Regions from separate parts of the Mus musculus genome. Here region 2 is linked to region 1. Evidence: chromatin contacts called from public Hi-C data. All regions are on one chromosome and are shown on one strand. The core of a region is the stretch at or near the end of the contact, and the rest is flanking DNA. Distances in the headings are between cores, read along the strand shown. Region 1 overlaps Tesk2 (testis-specific kinase 2). Region 2 overlaps Zswim5 (zinc finger SWIM-type containing 5).

Region 1 (6,852 bases), core at 1,223-3,722:
AACATCAGTATATAACGGTCATCATTTGATCCAACAGTAACAACAAATGTGTGCTTAAGGCCGAGTGATGGTCCAGAATCTCTCTTCTCCTTTTTGTAGCACACAAGAAGCAGGTTCACAGGACAGTTATGGGAGACTACCATCTTCCCAGTGGAAAAGCTGAAGGTAGGCAATAAACTCTGGTCAGCCATGCTTATAGGGGGTGACTTGAGGAAAATACACAGCTTTCTTCTCATCCAGGGCAGTGTGAGGAAATGGACGAGGAACTTTCACATTCCCCACAGTGCGCACCGGATCAATATGGGCAGAAATGCCCTTAGCAGCTGAAGAAGGCCAGAACTCACACGTGGCTATTACCTCTTGTTTTCGTGTGTGTTTGTCAGGACAGTCTCACTATGTAGCCCTTGGCTGGCCTAGAACTAAAAGTGCAGACTAGGATGGCTTACAGAGATCTGTTTGCCTCTGGGGTGATAGGGTTAAAGGTACGAGCCACCATGACCAGACAAAACCATGATTTTGGACTCAGACTCCTGTATTTTATTTTTTGGTAGAGCCCAGGTTGGCCTAGAACTTGGTACGTATCTGAGGATGACCTTGCTTCTCCAGCCTCCACTTCACAAGTGCTGAATTTCTAAAGCACATTTTTTTTAAGGTTCCCCCACCCACACCCACACCCACACCCACACCCACACCCGCAAATAAGGGTCTCTGTATACCCCTGGCAGTTCTAGAACTGCCCTGTAGACCAGGCTGGCCTAGAACTCACAGAGATCCACCTACCTTTGCCTCCTGAGTACTGGGATTAAAGGGGTGCCACCGTTGACTTTCTGTTTTGTTTTTTTGTTTTGTTTTGTTTTTTGTTTTTCGAGACAGGGTTTCTCTTTATAGCCCTGGCTGTCCTGGAACTCACTTTGTAGACCAGGCTGGCCTCGAACTCAGAAATCTGCCTGCCTCTGCCTCCCAAGTGCTGGGATTAAAGGCATGTGCCACCACTGCCCAGCACTAAGCATGGTCTTAAGAATCAAAGATACTTCTGCGAATAAAACAGAAATCCTTCTGCAAATAAAACAGAAATCCTGTCTCTTAAAGCTTACTATAATGTAGGCGGGCAATGAAGGTGCATGCCTTAGTCCCAGCACTTGAGAGGCAGAGGCAGGTGGATCTCTGTGAGTTCAATGCTAGCCTAGTCTACAGAGCGAGTCCTAAGAGTGTCAAATCCTATTATAAATAAATAAATAAACAAACAAACAAACAAACAAACAAACAAATAACTTACTATAATGTACTGTAGAAGGACAAACTATCAGGCCACTGGCTTCCCTGTTTCCTCAGTATACAGTTACCAAAACCCAACCCTAATCTTGCAAAAAGAGGGAGGCTCAGGACAGCTTCTGAAGTTTACATATACTATTTTTCATTGACCAAAAGATAATAACCAAATTCCCTGGCATAAGAAGTTTGTGACCTGGCTGGGATCATATCTCAGTGGTACAATGTGAGCTTAGCCTACATGAGACTTGGTTCAGTGCCTAGCATCTGCTCATTAAAAATATGATGTGGCCCACTTTCCACATCCCTGCTCCTGCTATGCAATGCACCTTCCCAAACGTGTCACATGCAAGTTGGACCTAGCAAACTTGAAGAACTCCTTTAAGTCTTTGCTTATGTTTTCTCTTTTTTTCCATTTGGAATATTTTCTGATCTACGCATTTGGGAGTGCATAAGGTTTATTTTTCTTTTTTTCTTTTTTTTTTTTTAAAGATTTATTTATTATTATATGTAAGTACACTGTAGCTGTCTTCAGACACTCCAGAAGAGGGAGTCAGAAGTCGGGTGCTCTTACCCACTGAGCCATCTCACCAGCCCGGTTTATTTTTCTGTGTGTGTGTGTGTGTGTGTGTATGTGTGTGTGTGTGCATGCGTGTGTGTGTGTGTGTGTGTGTGTATGTATGTATGTATGTATTTGGTACTTGGATTAAACTCAGTGCTCACACATGGAGAGTGCTCTATCTACTCGACCACTGAACCCTTAGCCCTACCACACCTTCCTTGAAGGCAACCCTATCTTTGCAACCCTGATCTCTCCAGCCCTTCACCTTTTTCTCTTCTTAACTCCCCGAGTTCCTCTGTGCCACTCTTGTGACAGTCTAGAAGAACATCTCTGGAGCAGATTCTTAGTAGTCAGTTTGTGGGAGAGGCTAAGGGCATGGTACTGAACAAACACTGCCATCTCTAGAGAAAGAATGACCCCAAATGACCTATAAATAACCCAAGCTGCAGCTAGCTCTCCCCAAATAGCTGTAGTGGAAATAGCCCCAACACTCCAGGCTCAGGAGACCCACACCCCACCTCTTCCAGAGGCAGCAGAGAGCAGGAATTCTTGGCTCACAGAAACATTTGTGGGGCCAACAAGGCCCCATGTGACCCAACCCAGCCCTCCCTCCCTCTCTCTGTTGCCAGTCTGGCTGAGTTACCTCCTGTTTATTGCACACCAGGTACACATTAACTGATTATTCTGATCTTGATGTACTCTGGCTATTCTTCCCTGTTATTATTCCATCACAATCAATCCTGGACCCCAGAGAAGTAAAGTGGGTGACTTTCAAGGACTGTCCTTGTGCTGGCTCGTCTCTAAGTTCTGCTGGATCAACACTCCAGATCTCTGACTTTGTCTATGAAAAGATGGGCCCTATGCCAACTTGTCAGCTAAAGCCCCAGGTCTAGGTCAGCCTGTGAGACAGTGACAGCTCACATCCATTACTTCTTTCTCTCATCCTCTTCATGGTTCACCAACAACTCAGACTTCTGTTTCCAGGGCTGTTCTACTGTCCTATTTGCTGTTTGATTTGGTTTTTAGAAATTCTGACCAGGTGTAGTGACACATACTTTTAATCTCAGTGCTCAGAAGCAAGAGGATCTCTGTGAGTTGGAGGCTAGCTTGTCTATACAGTGAGTTCCAGGACATTTAGTAATATAAATAGTGAGACCCTGTCTCAGAAGAAAAAAAAAAGGGGTAATAACTCCAGGTGCCCTAACAGCCACTCCCTGCATCTCTCAAATGTTCCCATCTTCTGTTTTGGGACAGTATCTCCCATGCAGCTCAAACTGGTCTTGAACTTGTGATCCTCTCGCCTCATCCTCAGACACCCTGAAATCCAGGATTAGATTACAAACATGAGCCGGCATACCCTGGTACATTTTAAATTGTGTGTGTGTGTGTGTGTGTGTGTGTGTGTGTGTGTGTGTGTGTAGATGTGCACCTAGCAAACATGTGGAAGTCAAAACAACTTGGCAGGAGTAAGTTTCTTCTACCATGTGGGCAGAGCTCGGGTCATCAAGCGTGGTGCAAATACTTTTACCCACCGAACCATCTCTGTGTCTGCTTCCACCCTCTGATACCTTGTTTGTTTGTTTGTTTTGTTTTTTTCTTTCTTTTTTTAAAAGATTTATTTATTTATTTATTTATTTATTTATTTATTTATTTATTATATGTAAGTACACTGTAGCTGTCTTCAGACACTCCAGAAGAGGGCATCAGATTTTGTTACAGATGGTTGGGAGCCACCATATGGTTGCTGGGATTTGAACTCAGGACCTTCGGAAGAGCAGTCGGCACTCTTAACCACTGAGCCATCTCACCAGCTTCCTGTTTTGTTTTTTTCTAGACAGGGTTTCTCTGTGTAGCCCTGGCTGTCCTGGAACTCACTCTGTAGACCAGGCTGGCCTCGAACTCAGAAATTCGCCTGCCTCTGCCTCCCAAGTGCTTGGATTAAAGGCGTGCACCACCACGCCCGGCTACCTTTGTGCTTTTTAAATATATTTATTATTTGAAACTAGGTATGTGTGTATGTATGTCTGTATGTGGGTGAGTTAACAACAGGGGCTGGAGAGATGGCTTAGAAGTTAAGAGCACTGGCTGCTGTTCCAGGACTCAGGTTCAATTCCCAGCACCCACATGGCAACTCACAACTGTCTGTAATTCCAGTTCCAAGAGATCTGACACTCTCACACAGACATACATGCAGGTAAAACACCAATATATATATAATAAAAAACAAATCATCAGGGCTGGAGAGATGGCTCAGCGGTTAAGAGCACTGACTGCTCTTCCAGAGGTCCTGAGTTCAAATCCCAGCAACCACATGGTGGCTTACAACCATCCGTAATGAGATCTGACGCCCTCTTCTGGTGTGTCTGAAGACAGCTACAGTGTACTTAGATTATAATAAATAAATCTTTTTTAAAAATTTAAAAAAACAACAAACAAACAAAAAAAACAAATCATCAAAAACAACAACAACAACAAAAGAGCAAACAAAGGCTAAGCATGGTGGCCCAAGCCTTTAATTCTGGCACCAAGGATGCTGAGACAAGATTGCTAAGTTTGAGACCAACCAGGGCTATACAACAATTTTGAGACCAGTTATAGTTACATAAAAAAGGAGGGCCAGTGATATCACTCACCGGTAGAGTTCCTACCTACCATGAATACATCTCTATGTTCAACCCCAAGCATTGCAAAACAAGAATAGATGAATCTACTCTTTTCAATTTGAGTTCCATTCTAGAGAACTTCTATACCACCATTAGACCTTTAAAAAGTCATTAAATCTCTCCACTTCCCAGGATCCTCAATACCACCTTAAAGTTTAGACTGATGTGGGGTGGTGCGTGTCTACAATCCCAGTACTTGGGAGGCAGAGACAAGGGTTGCCCTATTAAAGCCAGTGAGGGTTCCTTATCCAGGGAGTGTTGTAAGTCCCTAAGTTTTCTTTTTAAATGTTTGGGTGTTTTGCCAGGACATCTGAATGCCCTGTGAATTAAGTGCCTGCAGAGGCCAGAAGAGGGCACTGGATCACAGAAGGCCACGAGCCACCATGCTGAAGATGAGAATGGGACTAGAAGAGCAACCAGTACTCAAAACTGATGAGCCTTCTCCCTACATTTTGTTTTAAGCCCACTGATAAATAGAATCCCTACTGTCATATTAGGAAAAGCAAAGGCTGGTGATCTTACCTAATAGTTCCTTTGGGTTGTTTTAGTTTGTTCTTTTTATTTGCTTATTTGGTCTTTTTTTGTTTGTTTGTTTTTCGAGACAGGGTTTCCCTGTGTAGCCCTGGCTGTCCTGGAACTCACTCTGTAGACCAGGCTGGCCTCCAACTCAGAAATCCGCCTGCCTCTTCCTCCCAAGTGCTGGGATTAAAGGTGTGTGCCACTACTGCCCTCCTCATTTTTTGACTTGGTAGTCTCACTAGATAGCCTGAGCTAACCTCAAATGGTGATCATCATGTCCGACTCTCACAAGGATGAGATTATAGGCATTCCTATCTATGCCCAGAGAGCTTATTCATTTTTACAATAACAAGCTCAAAAAGAATACTGTGATAGTTTGTATATGCTCGGCCCAGGGAGTGGCAAAATTAGAAGATGTGGCCCTGTTGGAGTAGGTGTGTCACTGTGTGTCACTGCCTCTGCCTCCTGAAGCATGCACCTCAGGATTAAAGGCATGCACCCAACTCCTTTAGTTATTTATTTCTCAATGAGACTGTATGTAACCATAGGTTAGAAATTTACCTTTTCTATTGCTTTATCCATGAATCCAGGCATAGGAAACATTCATATAGATATGGGTGATATGTTGTAAATTTCTTCCATTTTAGAAGAGATACTTTTTTCCATAGAAAGCCAAAGATCTCATTTTGGCTAGATGCATATAAGCATATGTGTGCACATGTATATGTCGGGGCAGGGAATAAAGTGAGAGTACTCTTGGATATGTATGAAGCTCCTCTTCTCAGGCTAGAAAGATGGCTCAGCGGTGCTTGCTGCTCTTGCAGAGGACCTGAGTTTGTTTCCCTGCACCCACATGCTTACAGTAACCAGGGACTTCAGTTCTAGGGGATCTGATACCCTCTTCTGGTCCCTGCATACACATGCACATAGTACAGACACATACATGTAGGCAAATATCCATACGTATAAAACTAAACCCTCAAAACAAAACAAACCCTCTAACAAACCTTAGAAGACTTGAATGTGGCTCTTGGGCAGGCATCATACTACATAAGCTAGGTGGCTGTACAGTCCTTCCATTAGTTCAAATAATTTTAAAAGCCTTGTCACGGACCCAGGCAGTGGTGGCGCATACCTTCAATCCCAGGAGGCAGAGGCAGGCAGATCTCTGAGTTCAAGGCGAGCTGATCTACAGATTAAGTTCCTGAACAGCCAGGACTACACACAGAAAAGCTCTGTTTCAGGGGGATACCGGGGGGGGGGGGGGGGGGGAGTCTTGTCATGGAAGTATCCTGGGACATTTAGTCCTTCAGTTCCTGCTTTGTAACAAGGCCAAATTTCTCTGAAAGAAACACTTTTCTAGCCTGGTCACACAGCAATCTGGACAACAAAACAATACTACAGTGACCAGCTAACATCAAAGAAGACCTGGCAGGAAGGTAGAAACTCAATCACACAATAGAAAATGGGTCAGCACACAGTGACCCACCCTGCACGCCAAACATGCGTTCCCTTGACTCTCAGGGAACTCGGGAGAGAAAACGGATTGGACTACACAGTTGTGCTGAAGCTTTACGCAGCTCCTACAGCATACATTCAGGGCACTAAATGCAAATGTAAAGGCTCTCGAGATGTGGGTGTTGCCTGCCTCCACACTCAAAGTGGCTGCTCTGAGCAGCCGGAGGCCGATTTGGTTTTGATTGTTAGAGATGATCTAAATAACCCAGGCTGGCCTTGAACTCTATGTAGCTGAGATTGATCATAAACTTTTGATCCTCCTGCTTAAACTATCTAGTGCTAGAGATCAAATCTTTGTTCAGACTAAGCAAGCACCCTCCC
Region 2 (6,852 bases), core at 1,215-3,714, 130 kb before region 1:
GGCAGCCTGGTCTACAGGTGAGTTTCAGGATGGCCAGCACTACATGGAGAAACCCTGTTTTAAACAAACAAACAAACAAACAAACAAACAGACAAAAAATCTGGGGAGGCTGGAGATAAGGCTTAGTGGTTAAGGTCGCTTGAGTGCTTTCAGTGGTTCTAAATTCAATTCCCAGGAACCACGTTGTGGGTCACAGCCATCTATAATAAAATCTGATTACCCATTCTGATGTGCATGAAGATAGAACTTATGTACATAAAATACATGAATAAATAAATCTTAAAAAAGAAAAGGGCTGGTGAGATGGCTCAGCGGTTAAGAGCACTGACTGCTCTTCCGAAGGTCCCGAGTTCAAATCCCAGCAACCACATGGTGGCTCACAACCACCAGTAAAGAGATCTGACACCCTCTTCTGGAGTGTCTGAGGACAGCTACATTGTACTTACATATAATAAATAAGTAAATCTTAAAAAAATGATTACAAAAAGGATTATATGAAATTCCTAACCTTAGTCATCTCATGAGCTCACAGTCTACTGGAGGAAAACAACTTAAATGAAAACCATAATTCATTAACGACAATAGATCTTAATTATGAACTCATTTTTTTCTGTTCTTAAGAACTATCAAGTAGCTGGGCAGTGGTGGTGTACGCCTTTAATCTCAGCACTTGGGAGGCAGAGGCAGGAGGATCTCTGAGTTTAAGGCCAGCCTGGTCTACAAAGTGAGTTCCAGGACAGCCAGGGCTACACAGAGAAACCCTGTCTCAAAAATATCAAAAAAAGAAGAAAAGAAAAAAGAAAAAGAAACAAACAAACAAACAAACAAACAAACAAAAACCAACCAAAAAAACCAAAAAAACTGTTAAGTAGATCCTATTATTGTTTGATAGATGAATAAACTCACATGTAGTATAGATTACAGCTAGTAAGTGATATGAAAGTTACATGGAACATATAAATGACACAGAGGTTAGGAGTGGCCAGTGGTATCCAAGGAGTCTGGGAATGGCACAATTTCAGAGAATTGATTTTGATATATACTGAGGAGTTACTCCCACATTCTAAGCAGAAGGACCAATATATGCAAAAGTTGCAGTAATCATTTCATTTTGAATGCCAAAACATCATATTAAGCCATATTAGGTTTATATAATACAAACTAGTAAAAAAATATGTAAATTTCACAGATGTGAGATAAAAGACTCCAATAAAAGAGGACTTCTAACTCTGTTTTCTTCTCATAAAATAAGAAATTTGAGGTGAGTTACTATTTTAAAGCTATTTTATTACATTTAAAGTTGTTGTATGCATGGGCTGGGGTGGTTTGCACACATCTCAGCATGTGTCTTCTGCCATGGGGTTCAAAGTCAGGTTTTCAAGCTTGCCGGTGGGTGCCTTTATCTGTGGAGCCACTTCAATGGTCACAATTTTGTTTTTCTGAGACTGGGTCTTTCAGTGAGACTTACAAGTCTTGGAGTTTAGGCTAGGGGCCAGCAGTTAACTCCAAGGATTTTTCCAACCTCCCAGCACTGGGATTACAAACCTACTTTTTATGTATTCTGAGGACTGGATTTAGGTCTTGGCAATCCCTTGTTTATTTCTGTTTCTTCTTGTTTTTGTTTGTTTGTTTTGAGACAGGATCAATTACTGAACAATCAGACTGGCCTTGAACTCACTATGTAACCAAGGGCAACCTTGATCTTCTGATTCTCTTGGTTCTGCCTCATTAACAATAGGGTTACAGATGTGTTCCACCATGACAGTTTATTCAGTGCTGGACACCTGAACTCAGGATTAAACTCAGGTTGTCAGGCTTGGCAGCAGACCCTCAACCCTACTGAACACTCCCAAGCCCACATTACTATTTTTACTGTAACTCTGGATTAACTTCTGTCTTGCACCCCTTTGGTTCTATTCTGTTACAATTGGCAGTTAAATTGCTTATGGTGAAAGCTAAAGACTTTGGAATTAGTTGGGAAAATAAAACTACCATTTATAACATCACTTCTTTGGAAAAATAACTTTTAAATGAAATATGGCATGTAAAGCAATTGTTCTAAAAATGTGGATCCTCTATTCAAATGTATTCTAAATGTCTGTTCAGAAGGAAAGAAAGAGACGGGTCCTTTAAAAATATTAGACTTGGAAGGAGCTGTGGGCCTTACAGAAAAGTTAATGAATAATCTTTTGTGTCTAATGCCAATTAGCTTTTTATAACAGTGCCAACCTTCAAAGAACAGGAAGTAGCTGAGAAGAATTCGAGACAAAATTTCTATGCAGGCTGTAAAAAGCAGCAAAGGGTAATCTCAGAAAAAGAATGATTATGTAAGCAAAAACACTTCCTTTCCTATCCAGTTCAAGTGAGAAAAAAGAAGGATGCTGAATGATATTGAGAGTCAAGCTAAACCTGGCCTGGGATAGCAACAGAAACAACCTCTATGAGAAATCTACAAAAGAGCACTGAGCAGGACGCTTGCCTGGTCCTGGTGTGCTCTCTAGGACTGAAAGAGAAACACACAGAATGCACTCTTCCTCTTACCCTTTACAAAGGGCGAGGGGAGCTGAGCACAGTGGTGCACACCCTTGGTTCAGCACTCTGGAGAGAAAGGCAGGCAGATCTCTGAGTTCTGGGTTAGCCTGGTCTACATTCCAAATTCTAGGCTAGCTGTAGTTACATAGAGAGACCTTATCTTAAAAAACAAAAACAAAACAAAACAACAAAAACCAAAACCACTTCTCATTAAACCAAAAAAAAAAAAAAAAGTCAAAGCTAAATTACAATAGCAAAAGTCTTGTGATGAAGTATACAGGTATGCTGAAATGTTCTATTTAACATAATTTTAAAAAAAGATTTATTTATTTTACTTATATGAGTACACTGTAGCTGTCTTCAGACACACCACAAGAATGCATCAGATCCCATTACAGATGGTTGTGAGCCACTATGTGGTTGCTGGGATTTGAACTCAGGACCTCTGGAAGAGCAGTCAGTGCTCTTAACCACTGAGCCCTCTCTCCAGCTCTATTTAACATAATTTTATGTTTTATTCTAAAGCTCCAGATTACATGCTAATTTTTCCAGGAAAAGCTGTTTAAATTTTCCCTTTACAAACGAACCTGTAACCCAGCTAACAATGTATTCTGCAACCCTATAGGAGGAACAACAATATGAACTAACCAGTAGCCCCCAGAGTTGAGTCTCTAATTGCATATGTAGCAGAGGATGGCGTAGTCGGCCATCAATGGGAGGAGAGGCTCTTGGTCTTGCGAAGATCATATGCCCCAATACAGGGGAATGCCAGAGCCAGGAAGCAGGAGTGGGTGGGTTGGGGAGCAGAGCGGGGCTGGGGGAGGGTATAGGGGGCTTTGGGGATAGCATTTGAAATGTAAATGAAGAAAATATCTAATAAAAAGAAGAAAAAAACTTAAGGTAAAATGCTGGGATTATAGGCATGTGGAAAATATTCCTAGTGATGCCACATGGACACATCATACCTAGTATGTATTTTATATTCAAGCAGATTGCCTTCCTCTACCCCACCTGGCAAAATCTCTCTAAATGGCTTCACCATTCACCCAAGTCCTCACCTGAGAAATCCAGGATAAGCCTGGGAGTGTCTTCTCTAGTCTTTCAACTACATCATGTTGAGTCTACCTCAAAGACAAATCACTCCTTTTGCTTTTCCCACTGCTCCTGGCAGCCCTGATCTACTACTGAGACTGCTGCAAGAGCCTCCCAACTCTCTCTCTCTCTCGCTCATTAATAACTTAAGTCATAAGTACCTTTTCTTTATTTTTGAAAGGATCTTATTATCTTATTGTATCTATACTGTATCTCTTACTGTAGTCTATACTGAGCCATTTTCTACTAGGTAGCTAAACTGATCTTTGACATAAATTAAATTAGATCATGGGAGAAAATATAAGCAATTACTGTGCCCTATAAGTTACTGTCCAAAGTATATAAGAAACTTCTACAAGTCAGTAGTAAAAATGGCGCAATTAGACCATAAAAACTTTAAATAACCAATTTTCCAAAGATATGCAAATAACCAACAAGCAAGACCGTCACTCAAGAACTACAAATGACTATGGACATGATCATACATGTGTGTAATTTCAGCACTTAGGAGACAGGCAGGAGCATTAGAAGTTCAAGGCTAGCCGGGCACACACACACACACACAAACCTGTCTCTCTGTATTTCCTCTTTCTTTTTTTTTTTTTTTTTTTAAAGATTTATTTATTATTATATGTAAGTACACTGTAGCTGTCTTCAGACACACCAGAAGAGGGTGTCAGATCTTGTTAGGGATGGTTGTGAGCCACCATGTGGTTGCTGGGATTTGAACTCTGGACCTTCAGAAGAGCAGTCGGGTGCTCTTACCCACTGAGCCATCTCACCAGCCCGTATTTCCTCTTTCTCTTACCCCTTCTTTCTGCATTCCTTCCCATGGCGACTTTCCGGACCTTGTTCTTTGGGACCTGAGAACTTGCCCAAGAGTGGCTTCCCAATAAACATGCCTTTATCTACTTTAATTTGGCTTGAATTGACTCATTTCATTGGTGGACATAATTTATCAAACCCACCTCATACTCAACAGAATATGCTGTTACTGTTCAAAAACTAGAGGCTGGCCAGGAGTGATGGCTCACATCTGTAATTGCAGCATTCAAGAGAGAAAGGCAAGGGGATCAGCGCGAGGTCAAGGGCAGCCTGATTTACACTGAGCTCCAGGCCAACCAGGGTGACAGAATAAGACTCTGTCTCAAAAACAGAACAAAAACCCCACAACACACTCAAGCGCAGGGGAGGATGGACTGAGCCCTTGTTTATTACTAAACAGAATAAAAAGAAATTCCTGGATTGACAAGGTGGCTCAATGGGTAAAGACACTAGTACTGAGCCTGACAACCTGAATTAGGTCCCTGGAACTCACATAGTGGAAAGAAAGAACCTACAAATTATTTTCTGACCTCCACATGAGCCATAGCACATGTGTTTCCATATACAGATACACTTGCAGACACACAGATAATAAAATAAACAAAATTTAAAATAGTTCTGTTTATCTTTATTAGGATACAACTGCAACAAAAGAACTACACAGAGATCTTTACCTATAAACCACATAGCATGCTTTACTGTGAGAAACACTGTTGATGTTAAACACTATTTATGCATATTGCTAATTGTTAGCATTAACAATCATAATTCTACGTGCAAAATATTAAATTAAAGAGATATGGAAAAATCTATAATATTAAATATAATTTGGAAAATATTGATATGAACTTATTACTTTGAAAACATATTCACTGGGTAGGGTGTGTGTGGGGGGTACCTCTAGAAAGTCCCAGAGACCTGGGATGTGAGAGGCTCCCAGGAATCAATGGGGATGACCTTATCCAAAATGCCCAACAGTGGGGAGATGGAACCTGAAGAGACCACCTCTAGTAGATAGACATGACCCCAGTTGAGGCATGGGGCCACCCATCCATCTTCAAAATTTTTGACTCAAAATTGTTCCTGCCTAAAGGAAATGCAGGGATAAAACCAGAGCAGACTGAAGGAAAGGCCATCCAGTGACTGGCCAGCCTTGGGCTCCTCCATCCCAGGCACAGGAACCAAACCCTGACACTATTACTGATGCCCTGTTGTACTTGCAGACAGGAGCCTAGCATGGCTGTTCTCTGAGAGGCTGACTGACACAGATGCAGATGCTTACAGCCAATCACTGGATTCAGGTTGAGCACCCCTAAGGAAGAGTTAGGGGAAGGATTGAAGGAACTGAAGGGGATGGCAACCCCAAAGGAAGAACAACAATATCAACTAACCCAGACCCCTCAGAGCTCCCAGAGACTAAGCCACCAACCAAAGAGCATACATAGGCTGGTCCATGGCCCTGGCACATATGTAACAGAGAACTGCCTTGTCTGGCCTCAGTGGGAGAGGATGCACCTAATCCTGTAGGAACTTGATGCTCCAGGGAAGGGTATGCTGGCAGGGATGGGCAGGTGGGGAGCACGCTCTCAGAAACAAAGGGATGGGGGTGGGGTAAAGAACTTGGGGAGGGGAACAGGGAAGGGGGCAACATTTGAAATGTTAATAAATAAAATAATTTAATAAATTAAAAAAAGACATATTTACTGAGCCAGGGTGGTGATGTACCCTTTTAATCCCAGCACTTAGGAGGCAGAAGCAGGTGGATCTTTGTGAATTTGAGGGTAGCCTGGTTTACAATGCAGTTGTTACACAGAGAAACTCTGTCTCAAAAAACCAAAACAAAACCATATTTCATAACTCAATTAGAAGGCTTAAAAACGAGACCATGGGCTCAGCATTAAAAGCACATGGAACCTGAGCCTTATTCCCAGCACCCACATGGCACGTCATAACTGTCTGTGACTCCCTTTCCAGGGGATCACATGCTCCCTCATGACCTCCTCAAGCATCAGGCACACATGTTGTGCATATGTATACATGCAGATAAAAACGCTTACACGCGTACAATAAAAATAAACATGTATTTTAAAAATGACACCAGTAAGGCAACAAGCACAAACTGTAAGTAGATCCTGGTTTCTAAAACCCATTTCTCATAAAAGTAATTACTTGGTAAATTCCAGGTCTAAATAACTAAGTATCATTTTTTTTCTTGTTTATTTTATATTGTCTAAGATCCAGGAGGTTCTAAAAGACAATATGTTAAGAGAACTAAACTCCAATTGGAAAGGGCTTCCGTTAGCTAAGTTTAGGACAATCTGCACAGACATACTTCTTTCTACTTTAGTAGCATGACACTCACAGCAGCTGAAAAGCACAGTAATGGTGGTAAGGGAATAGGCA

Evidence for each region. Hi-C and Micro-C count contacts between places; a contact is called where the count stands out from the background.
Region 2: a contact with region 1 is called in a Hi-C map of liver, with 10 times the contacts expected there. The contact joins two enhancer-like sites. A contact is called at or near these places in 1 of 39 promoter capture datasets (stem cell-derived epiblast-like cells), 1 of 484 Hi-C or Micro-C datasets (liver), 4 of 115 datasets of contacts at active chromatin or transcription factors (the SCID.adh cell line, T-cell acute lymphoblastic leukemia, embryonic stem cells and 1 more) and 2 of 9 other capture datasets (adipose tissue and pancreatic islet).

Annotation. Positions count from the first base shown.
Region 1 is chr4:116,792,456-116,799,307 of GRCm38.p6, reverse strand. All of the region lies in intron 5 of Tesk2 (testis-specific kinase 2), which reads right to left. Among named protein-coding and RNA genes, the nearest start is that of Toe1, 12 kb to the left of the region's middle. Within about 2 kb of position 2,472, at least 30 of the 459 cell types and tissues checked have an H3K27ac peak or open chromatin away from gene starts, as enhancers often do. A contact at or near this core is called in liver, where this site is marked.
Region 2 is chr4:116,923,858-116,930,709 of GRCm38.p6, reverse strand. The region is part of intron 1 of Zswim5 (zinc finger SWIM-type containing 5); the gene reads right to left. Among named protein-coding and RNA genes, the nearest start is that of Gm22092, 4.8 kb to the right of the region's middle. Within about 2 kb of position 2,464, at least 24 of the 459 cell types and tissues checked have an H3K27ac peak or open chromatin away from gene starts, as enhancers often do. A contact at or near this core is called in liver, where this site is marked.